Regions from separate parts of the Mus musculus genome. Here region 2 is linked to region 1. The links are chromatin contacts, called in public promoter capture Hi-C maps. All regions are on one chromosome and are shown on one strand. Each heading gives the region's core, a stretch centred on a gene start, on an enhancer-like site or on the middle of the called end of the contact. The rest is flanking DNA. Distances are from core to core; before and after follow the strand shown.

Evidence for each region. Capture Hi-C pulls out chosen DNA fragments and counts their contacts.
Region 2: a contact with region 1 is called in a promoter capture Hi-C map of pancreatic islet. The contact joins two enhancer-like sites. A contact is called at or near these places in 2 of 9 other capture datasets (adipose tissue and pancreatic islet).

What each region holds. Positions count from the first base shown.
Region 1 is chr5:117,359,166-117,365,061 of GRCm38.p6, forward strand. Wsb2 (WD repeat and SOCS box-containing 2) reads left to right here. Exons shown (of 9, transcript NM_021539.5): 2 at 4,426-4,594. Among named protein-coding and RNA genes, the nearest start is that of Wsb2, 4.8 kb to the left of the region's middle. Within about 2 kb of position 4,311, at least 182 of the 459 cell types and tissues checked have an H3K27ac peak or open chromatin away from gene starts, as enhancers often do. A contact at or near this core is called in pancreatic islet, where this site is marked.
Region 2 is chr5:117,519,344-117,524,776 of GRCm38.p6, forward strand. All of the region lies in intron 3 of Ksr2 (kinase suppressor of ras 2), which reads left to right. Among named protein-coding and RNA genes, the nearest start is that of Gm42013, 38 kb to the left of the region's middle. Within about 2 kb of position 3,863, at least 7 of the 459 cell types and tissues checked have an H3K27ac peak or open chromatin away from gene starts, as enhancers often do. A contact at or near this core is called in pancreatic islet, where this site is marked.

The sequences.
Region 1 (5,896 bases), core at 3,061-5,560:
GCAGAGGCCAGAAGAAGGCATCAGATCCCTCGAAACAGGAGTTACAGACAATTGTGAGCTACCATTTGGGTACTGGAAATCCAGCGCAGGTTCCTCTGCTAGAGTAACGAGTGCTTTTAACTGCTGAGCCATCTCTCCAGTTCCATGTATTATATTCTTAAAGATTGATTTGTTTATTTCATGCATGTGAGTACACTCTAGCTGTCTTCAGACACACCAGAAGAGGACATCCAATCCCATTACAGATGGTTGTGAGCCACCATGTGGGTGGGTGCTGGGAATTGAACTCAGGACCTCCGGAAGAGCAGTCAGTGCTCTTAACCACTGAGCCATCTCTCCAGCCCCGTATTATAGTCTTAATAGACTTCCACAGTTCAGGGGTTCAGTAACTGCTTATGGCTGGTGACTAGTGACAGACAGGCAAGGTGGTTTGAGGAGGAAATAGACCCCAGATGCATGCTAACCACAAACTCAACCCAGAATTCCCTAGTGTAAAGAAAGCTAAATGACTAAAGCTAAAGGACAGCGACTTAGTCACCCTGCTGAGTTAGCAATGTCACCAAGAAGGTGACATGGACACAGAGCGCTGATTATTATGATGGAGCAGCCAGTCAAAACTCTCCAAGCTGGCCTGGAGAGACCAGAGTTCAGCCATTAAAAGCTAGGCTCACAGCCAAAAAATATGAGAGTTTGGTTCCCAGCACCCACGGCTGGGCAGTCTCTCCAGCCACCAAAACCAACCAACCATCCAAACAAATCTCTCCAAGCTGACAGCTCAGCCTAGCAATGCAAAGATCCCTCGGCAGGAGGAAGGATTACCAAGCTTGCTGCCAGCCATGCTCCTGCCTCCACCTCTGTTAAAGGGGCTTTCCTTGTGTGGAAGAGGCTTTGATAATCCTCCTCCCGTTCTGCCTGTTGTACACATCCCTTGTTTAGTTGGGAAACCTGGAAGGGTTAGGGAAATGTCGGTCAAAGGTTACAGAATCTCCTTTAGCTAGGACAGTGACTACAGTTAATAACAGTTAGGTACTTGGAAACTGCTGACAGGTTTTTAAGAGAGTCCTCCCCGAGAAAAATGCGGAGAATGTGAAGGGGTGCGTACGCTCATTAGCTTAATTGAGCCCTCCTCTCCCTGTATGTTGGCTTTCCCACTTATCCGTACGTCACGTGGTGTCCAGAAAGTATGCGGGGCGTATTAATTTACCAAAGTCCTGACCCAGCCGCGGCGGGCCATGCAGGTACTGTCTCAGATGAAGCTGGATCCTCCCAGTTCTGCTTGGTTTGTTTGGAAGTGCTGTACGAATTACAGTTTTGTTTTCCAGTTGCCAAGTTTAGTTTGGGCCCAGACTCCAGGAGACTGGTGTCTTCTTTTAGAATCTAGATTCCTGACCTGAAATAGCAAAAGATGAAACCCCCCAGACCCCAGAAATAGAGTGTGAATTCTGGGCAGGGCTAGGGTTTGAGAATTCCAAATGAACAGTGGATGCCACATGCATCTTGGTAGTCCAATGGGCTCCACTTCCTGTGTATTTAAGAGGTATTGCATGTCTGTCACGAGTATCTCTTGGTAGCCTGACCGCTTGCTTTGGGAACAAACAGACAAGATTTGCTGCTGTGAGCAGACCTCCTAGTGCCTGGGGCGGGGCCGGGGGTGAGGCCGGAGGGGGGGGTGGGGGTGGGGGAGTGGTAATGACCTCAGTAGTCAGGAGTTCTAGAAAGGAATTAATGAGGAGTTGTGAAGGCCCTTGATTACTGCCTGGAGGGAGGAGTCCTTTGAGGCAGACACAATGAAGATAAGGTGCAGCCTTGGAGAGCTGGTGCAAAGTCCAGAGGTTGGAACTAACTGAGCTTAGTCAAAGGGGCCTGATCGTGCTGGAGCTGAGGGTAGGAACTGGGTAAGAGAGACTGCAAGCTAAGAAGTAAGAACAGATGAGAGGAGTCAGAGCAGGCCCCAGAGAGCAGTGAGAAGATTGCCTGGTAGGCCCGGCAACAGGTGCTGCTGGAGAGATTCAAGAAGTAGCCACGGGGCTGGAAAGGAAGGTTAGCGGAGGCTTTCGGAGACAGACTTGATGGGACTTGACTGTGAATTTGGTCTGGGCAGAGAAAGAAACAAGGGCTGAGCCTTTTATTTTGTGTAGAGCGTCATCCGTGCCATGCCATTGTTATCAGAGGAGAGGGCAATGTGTGTGTGGGAGGAAGTGAGTCAGGTGCAAGTGTGCCAGAGGGACACAGTTTTCCCAGCCTTATCATGTTGACACGAGGCCAGAACATGTTCATATCCACAAAGTAATGCTCATGCAGACATGTGTTTGCACATCTCTGGCAGGAGCCATGTGAGTCTATAAATACACACACACACATACACACACACACACACACACACATATACATACAGCAGTTTAGGCTTAATGGATTAAAACCTATATCTCCATTTTTTTCTTTATAAAGCCAAGATGTGATGTACTCAGATACTAATTGAAATCTTAATTTCTAGCAACATGTCTTATGAAATATGGTGTATCTGTTGGTTCGGTGAGATCACTCAGTGGGTTTTCAAAGCACTTGCCACAAAAATTGGTTTAGTCCTTCAAGCTCGTGGTAGACGGAGAGAAGCGGCTCCTGGCAACTGTTCCCAGTCCTCTTCCTACACATGCCCTGTGGCATTTGCTTCTGCCACCCATACACAGTCATGCAAATCCTTAAAGAGACACATCCAATTTCCTATTATATACATGGTAGAAAACATGTGCTTCATGTGTGAGTCATTACCTTCTGTTTCACCAGGATCATGCTAACCTTGGATTGCATGGATTATGTGACAGGTTATTTATTTTCCAGCCAGTGAAATGAGCCAGTTCAAGCCAGATTAGATTATATTAAAGGAAGGTTTATTGGGAAGCTGCCCTCCAGTGGGCGAGTTCACTGGCCCCAAGGATTGAGGGTGAGGGAGAAGAGAGAGACAGAGACACCCCAAAATGTCTGGATTATATAGAGAAGGGCAGTAATGATCTAGGGGAAGGGCAGTCAGGCTCCTGGGCTATCAAGTTCAAGGTTGGGGGCAGGGTATGCCAGGTGGGGGCTGAGGGAACTTAGGACAACCTGGAGGCCAGGTCTGCTTTGATACATAAGACATGCATCTCAGTGCCTTGTTCTGGGGGTGGGAAACCACACATTTCGTGCACCTAGAAAGGATGCTTGCTGTGCCTCTAATGAGGAAAAGTTTCTCGTCCTGAGGTATATGCCGATTTCTTTGAGGCCCAAATGTAAGAACTTACATAAAAGCAGGCTGGGAAATATAGGAAATATAGCTTGTTTAAATCATTTTCTGAGGAGTCTTGGAGAGGTAACTCAGTTAAGAGCATTGGTTGCTCTCTTAGAGGACTTGGGTTCAATTGCCAGGACCCGTGTGGTGGCTTAAGTTCCAGAGGATCTAACTCCCTTTTCTTGACTTTATGGACACTATGCATACGGTACCAATGTACATGCTGGCAAAACCTCATACACATAACATAACTTTTAAAAACCACATTATTATCCCAGAGAGCGTTAAATCCCAGAACTACTGGAGTGGGTTGTGCACAAACGGTTGAGACCCCTCGTTCTTCAGGCTCTGACTTAGAAGTTGGCCATGGCGTTTAGAGGACCTGTGGTTGGGTTGAACAAACACTGCCTACTCCTAGGAGATAGATGGAGCTTTCAAGAGAGGGAGGTGTAGTCATCTTGGTGGTGCGGAAAATGCTGAAGTGTCAGCCTACAATAGGTTTGGGCTTCTTTCCTTTTGATAGTAGGAAGTTGGGGTGCTGCCTGTCAGTAGACATAAGTGCAATTCTTAGAAAACGAACTGGACGTGATTGAAAAAAGGGGCTTGGGCTTTGCAGGGCAATGACCTAGGAGGTGGCTTGCTGGAGGGCTTAGTGCTGGGGTGTGGCTGCAGACCGGGCTCAGGCAGCTGGGAGCCTTGGGATATATTGGCTGTGTTTTCAGCTTTGGCAGGGTCCCTGGGGATACAAGAATGGCTTAGTAGTCACTTAGATCAGGTTAAGCCAGGGCTAAGGGGACTGTGTGAAGAAGGAAGTAGAGCCAGTAAGAGTGTTCTAGAAGGAAGTGATGAGGGATCTGGGCGTGAGAAGGAACCCTCAAACTGAAGGCACCAGGTACCTTAAGAGCATTCATTGGGGACACAGTTGCTTCTCACTTTCTTCCTGCTTTGGCGTTCACAGGAAAAGGAGACTTCATTCACCAAGTCCTCACCACAGCAAGGTAGCTCTGAGTCACACAATGGGAGGGTTGCCGCTGAGTAACCACCCTGGAATGTAGCCTGTGGCTACCGTTACTGCCCTCCTCTCTCCCTCGGTCTTGGGCAGACAGCAGCTTCCCCAGTCTGGCGGTCACCTGTGTTCTGAAGTATGATCTCTCCTTCCCCAGAGGAGCCGCTGCTGCTGGCTGAACTCAAGCCTGGGCGCCCCCACCAGTTCGACTGGAAGTCAAGCTGTGAGACCTGGAGCGTGGCCTTCTCGCCAGACGGTTCCTGGTTCGCCTGGTCTCAAGGACACTGCGTGGTCAAGCTGGTCCCCTGGCCCTTAGAGGAACAGTTGTAAGTCTTTCTACCATGGGGAACGTAGGAGGCCCGTGGCAGGGAGCTGGGCACTTTCCCAGGCTGCTCCCTACTCTTTGGGAGTCTTTTCCAAGATTAGGTGGGCAAAGTCTGAACAGCTGAGGGCTTGCTCGTGAGGACCGAGCACCCCACAGTCTGGACACAGGGAACCGGGTCTGTAGAGAGTGTGTTGGCCTGAATCTTTGAACAGCTTTATTGAGCTAGAAGTGATACCCCATACAGGTTGTCCACGTGAAATATATAGCACTAGCTGTGCTCGGTGATCCTGTAATCAGTACTAGGGAGCTGGAGGCAAGAGGACCACCAGGTGGAGGAGAGCCTGCACTAGGTGTAACTCCACCTCAAAGAAAATCTACAGAGCTGTGCACCTGCTACCAGAATCCGTTCTCGAGCACTGTCACTTCCTCAGAGAGACACCTGTCTCCATTGTCCTCCATGGCTTTGACCTGGCAACTACTGTGTTTTGTGCCCTCACTGTGGGCTCACCTGTCAAGGGCTTTTTACTTGGATGTTTCTGCATGGGACTCTCTCAACACAGCTACAAATAGTGCCTGGCTCTGTGTGTGTGTGTGTGTGTGTGTGTGTGTGTGTGTGTGTGTGTGTGTGTGTGTGTGTGTGTGTGCACGTGTGTACACGTGTGCGTGCGCTCACCACCGTTCACTTCTGTTTCCTGCGCAGTGACATTGTACTGGTGTGAGATGCCAGACTCAATTGACAGGTTTTTTTATTTTATTTTCTCTGCTCTGAATGTTTTTGGACACATCTGCGGAGGCGTGTGCGTCCAGTGTTGGACTGAGGGAGTGGAGGCTGTTTGTCACAGTGGTGGTACAGTTCTCTGTGACCTAGTTCTTCAGATTTGAAATTGGAGGCTTCCTTGAGACACTGGACACTGGTGGTCACTGTGTTCCTGCCTGGCTCTCCTGGTGTGAGGTGGAGTCTGATTTGCATTTCCTTCCTGCTACCTTCGGAGCCTTTTCCTGTGCTAATGGATCTCTGAGTCCTTCCTTCAGGGAATTCTTCCTCCTCCTCCGATCTCTGGCCATTTTCTAACTGGGTCTTTGTTTCCTTTCTGTTTGTTTTTTTTCCCCTTGGTTTTCTAACCTAGTTTGTAGTTTGCTGTGGTGCCAGTGTTTCTCCTGGTTGATGTGTCTTCCTTCTGTTCTGAGTTATTTATTTATTCAGTTGAGTCTGGATTGATCGATTGATTGAGCCTGTCTGCATGTAGTCATTGTACATTGTCTTCAGTTGGCACTGAACAGAGGCAGAGAACACAGAAGTACA
Region 2 (5,433 bases), core at 2,613-5,112, 160 kb after region 1:
CCTGGGTTTGGTGTCTTGGGACACTCCTGGAGACAGGATGGGTCTGTTGACATCCTCCCAACGCCTCTGCTGGGAATAACCATGCCAAACCTGGCGCAGGGTCTCCGACTCGAGCTTTGAACTCGCTCTCATGTGGAGGTCAGGTCATCTCTTCACACTTTGTTTCGCTGCTTTGATCCTCAGAAATGAATTTCTTTGGACCCTAGCTCCTCCCGACGTGGCTCAGTCCAGCGTGTTAAGGTATCGAGCATCAACGCAGTTGTCATTAGTATAGCGAGCAGTAACAAGCTGGTTACTTATCGGTACCACCATGGATCTTGCTGAAGACTGGGGAAGCCCAGGGGCTGGGGGAGCAGAACAGAATCCTCCCGGATCCTGTGAATTTTCAGGGTCTTGGGGGAGGGTAGCGCCCTATTCCGGTTTCCTTCCTGTTTCCTGCTTCCCAGCTTCTTTTCATTCATGCACCAGATGCCAAGTTACGAATCCGCTCAGCATTCTTTTTCCTGCACAGCGTCACAGCTCAGAAATATTTTTTAATACCTTCTTGGACCATTTTGGGTTGTAAAAGCCGGCAGTCTTGAGAGATGGCTCAGTGGTTAAGAGCACTGGCTTCTTTAATTGTGAACCGTGGTTTCATTCCTAGTAGCCACATGGTGGCTCGCAACCTTCTGTAACCCCCCTCCTGGGGGGGGGGGGAATGTCTGACGCCCTCTTCTGGCATCATCAGGTACTGCACCCCTTCCCCCCTTGGTGCAATGCAATATTAAGGCAAACATTAGATGAAAAGAAATCTTTAAAAAGTCCATAGATGTTTCAAGGTGGATGTTAGTGAGGTCCCTGCTGGGAGAAAGTGGGGTTCAAGTGTCCATGTTGTCTTAGAGAGTAGTTTCAGTTCCTAGGCAGGGTCACAGCTCCTCCCATTGCCCTTTGACCTTTGTGCCAAAGAGTTATGGGAAGAAGAGGAAGTGATCTTAGGTCTAGGGCTTATGCAGAGTATCCTTAAAGTATGTTTGGATGTGGTAGTTCTAAGTCCAGACTTTTTTATTTCCCTTCCCTTCCCTTTCCTTTCCCCTTCCCCTTCCCCTTCCCCTTCCCCTTCCCCTTCCTTCCTTCCTTCCTTCCTTCCTTCCTTCCTTCCTTCCTTCCTTCCTTCCCTCCTTCCCTCCTTCCCTCCTTCCCTCCTTCCTTCCTTCCCTCTCTCTCTCCCTTTCCTCTTTCTTTTCTTTTTCTTTTTTAGCTAAGGTATTTACAGTGGCTTGTAGGGCCCAGAAACAGTTGAGATGGTGGTGGTGGTGGTGGTGGTGGTGGTGGTGGTGGTGGTGGTGGTGTGTGTTTGTGTGTGTGTGTGTGTGTGAGTGATATCCTTCTGAAGAAAGGCTTGGTCTTTTTTGAATGTCTCAGAGCCAATGAATGTGGAAATGATATGAAATGTGCTCATCTTGCGTGACTCTCTTCACGGATGTTTGTCTTGCCCTGATGGTCAGTGGGAGCAGGTTTGTGCCCACAATGGGCTCTTTGCACACGCTGTGTGCACAGACGCTTCTGTGGAGGACCCCAGAACCACACCTTTTCAGGCAGATCTTGCGCTGTCTGTTGTATGAGAAGAGTTAAGCTCAGAGCGATGGATGGCCAAGGCTGCACCCGGGACAGTCATGAAGTCAGTGTCACCTGGAGGAGCTCGCTCTGTGGCTGCGGTAGTCGCCTTCATCTTGAAGGCAGGCATTTTGGCCAAGGTCACCCAACAGGATTTAGTCAGATTTGTCTGAAATCTCTGGAGCTTCAAGAGCACAGGCTGAATTCGAGGGTGGGGGGTTCACATCCCGAGTGAAAGCCATGACCGTTTCAAGGACAGTGTGCTAGCCACATCCAGGAAGTGCTGGCAGATGGTTGGATGTCCTAGGAGGAGGAGGGAACAGGGGCATGTTGGTGGGGAGGAAGGAGAAAGGGTAGGGTAGTGGAACTTTGGAACTTTGGACTTTGGAGTATAAAGGGATGCTCTACTGGGTCAGCCCTGCCCCTGGCTTGCTCTGCAATGCCAGCTGGATGCTGGCCCGTCCTCTGAGAGTCTATTGGGAGTTTTGTCAGTGGGCTGCGTTGTACCAGAGATGTGGGCATCATCTCTGCACACAAAAGCCAGTTAGAGGCTGGTGAGATGGCTCATCAGAGCAAGGTGCTTGTCTGCTGACAAGCTAGACTCTTGAGACCTACATAGAAGAAGAAGAGACCGTCCCTGCAGGTTGTCCTCTGACCTCTACACATGTACACACATGAACACACAAACATAAATAAAACAAACAAAATGTAAAAAAAAAAAACCACATTAACACTTCAGTTGACTCTCTTGCTGGACCGTCATGATACAAACTTGATAGGGGGAAAAGAAACCCTTTGTTGTCGTTGTTGGTGTGTCCTTAAAAACAGAGGTGGGTTCACTGACTCTTGAGGTGAGGGTGACCAAGATGGCCTGGCCTTAGCATGCCGCTCATGCACACATTAAGTGGGAACCAGCACCCATCGAGTACCTGCTGTGTTCCCAGGACTCTGCAGGGTGATTGCTCTGTGGCCTTTGGCCTCTCTGGGTTGGCACTGCCTGGCCTGGAAATACTGTTAAACCAGAGGAGAATCAAGAGGAAAAAAGATCAGATCCACAGTTGCCTATTTAAAGCAAGTTGTATTTTGGGGTGCATCTGGGACTGGTCAGCCTGGTCTTACCTTAAGTGGGGATTTGGGAGAGACGCCTCTGCTGGCTTCTTGAAGTCCTTTTTATAGGAGGGATAAAGCATTCACAGGGGCGGGAGAGTCGGCTTGATACATTGTTACAAAGATACAATGAAAGGGAAGGAACAGGGTAAGGATATTATACATCTTGTCCCCAGTTTAGTGTAGGCTGAAAAACATGTTTTGCACTTTACATCGGATCCAAGAAAAAGGCACTTATTCTTAGTTGCAAATAGAAACTTTAACTCAGAATGACCTACCACAGGACAAGAAGGAACTTGTTAACGGTCCTAAGAGCAAAGAGAACCTTAGCCTGCAAGGTGTGTTGTTCTTGGTTTGGTCTCTCAGTACCACCCTTGGGGTTGTTTTGGGAATGAAATGAGATCAGATACAGGCGAACCGTATCTTGTTGCTACCAAGGCAGCAACTACACGTGCTGTGTAGTGTTCACACCTACATGGTTTTAATCCATCCCCAGTCCTCCCAGAATATTCCTCCAACTCCAGTTTACTTTCCCCAGCTACCTTATTTGTGGATTAAGGGCATTTGAAGATTTATTTATTTTATGTCTATGAATACACTGTCGCTATCTTCAGATGCACCAGAAGAGGGCGCCAGATACCATTACAGATGGTTGTGGGCCACCTTGTGGTTGCTGGGAATTGAATTCAGGACCTCTGGGAGAGTAGTCAGTGCTCTTAACCGCTAAGGCATCTCTCCAGCTCTAAGGACATTTAAAAGAGAGTATTATGTCAATTTGGGGTGTGTGTGTGTGTGTGTGTGTGTGTGTGTGTGTGTGAGAGAGAGAGAGAGAGAGAGAGAGAGAGAGAGAGAGAGAGAGAGAATGCTAGAGAGAGAGAGAGAGAGAGTAAGAAGGGGGAGCGAGGGAGCGAGCACACATACACTTTTGGTCAGAGGACAACTTGAAGAGCTGATCCTCTCCTACCATGAGGAGTCCAAGGATCAAACTCAGCTCTCCAGGTTTGGCTGTAAGCACCATCACCTGCTGAGGGAGCTTTCAAACCGAAGCCTGGTGTTCTTGCTCCCAATTTCTGGATGAGGGACCCACAAAGGAACAGGCTCTGGCTGTCCCTTTCCGATTCTAGTGAGAGACTGGCCAGATGGCACATTTGTCGGCGTGGAACAGGCGAGGCATGAAATCTCTGGAAGTAAAGAGGTTACGCAAGGCTGTTTGGGGGAAAGCATGAGCCGAGAAGTGAGCTCTCAGGAGGCAGTTTAGAAAGAACCCAGGCTTTCTCTGCCGATGTGTTTATTGGTGGAGGGTAAGAGAGAGAAAGGAGCCCCTGCCCGTGTGGGTGGATGTGATCAAGTGCGACAGGAGTGTATGAGATAGGGGTGTCGGAGAGCCACTTGTTCTGAGGTGGGGGCTAGTTTTCAATTCTCCACTCTGCCACTTCTCCAGGAAGCAGGGGCTTGCAGGAAGTCAGATTTGGGAACATGTCACATCTCCTTTCTCTCCTAGTCAAGAAATCTATTTATTTAATTAAATTTCCGATGGGTTTCTGCTCCCCTCCCCCCCCTCTGCCCTGCAGCTAATTTTTGCTTCTGTTTTCTTTCTTTCTCTAGACATCGGTTAGGCCAGAACGCATCAACAGAAGTGACAGCATCAATAATAGGAATAATAGAAATGGTAATGCCCAAACAGTGCCCTGTCTTCTGGAATCTTCTGTTGGTGGCTGGTCACCTTGTCTCTTTAGATGAATCTGTTGCTCACTTTGGGTTAAATTTTGTTCTGCCCGTGGCTGCTTTAAGGGCCAGAGGGGTCTCTCTCTCTCTCTCTCTCTCTCTCTCTCTCTCTCCTCTTTCATCTATGTCTGCAGGAAAATAGAGGAGTCTTTGCTAACAATGAGGCTGTCTGCTTCATGTCTCATGTACTGAATAGTCTAATTCAGGGTCCAGGAAACTATACCAAATCTGGCCCACCATTTGCATCTTAAATAAAGTTTTATTTAAACATAGCCACACCCACTTATTTACATATTGTTTACCTCTGCTTTCTGCTGTAATGGCAAGACTCAGTGGTTACAACAAATATATTCTATCCTGCCCTTTACAGAAAAGATTTTCAGAGTTCCCCAGCCCTTGACTGGTTATTTCTGTGGTTTCCTGACTGATTCTGACACGAGTGTTTGTGAACAAGTGGATTCAAGTTGCTTTTGTGGTTGTGGATCATTCATTGTACCAAGCCAGTGTTAGATCCAAGGGACTTAGGGAATGATTCTTATCTTTGGGGACAATTGTGACACAGTAAGGTACAGAGCAAGAGTCAGCTGCAGAGGTGACTGGACAGATGAAACAGGAAAATTTGGGGGGCTGAGGAAGTATGGGGAATTGTGGAGCAGAGGACATTGAAGATGGATATAAAGACAATGGTACCTGATGGTTGTGGAATCCTGACCTCCTGGGTACAGGAGAAGCTGTCAGTGGGCTGTGGGGATGAGGCAAAGTGAGACCCGAAGAGATGGGAATGGGACAAACCTGGACAAGGGCTTGGGGGAGGAAAAGAGAGGGTGAGGTTAGTCAGAAAGGGGAGAGATGGGGTCGGGGGTGGGGTTCTAAGGAAGACAATGACAACTTCTGTGTCTTCATTTTCAATGGTGACTGATTCCAAGCGGGAGCAGAGTGTGGTTGACTTGGTTCATCAGTCCTGAGGGGAAGCCAAGGTTACCCTGTTTGCAGGTGGTGTTAGAGCAG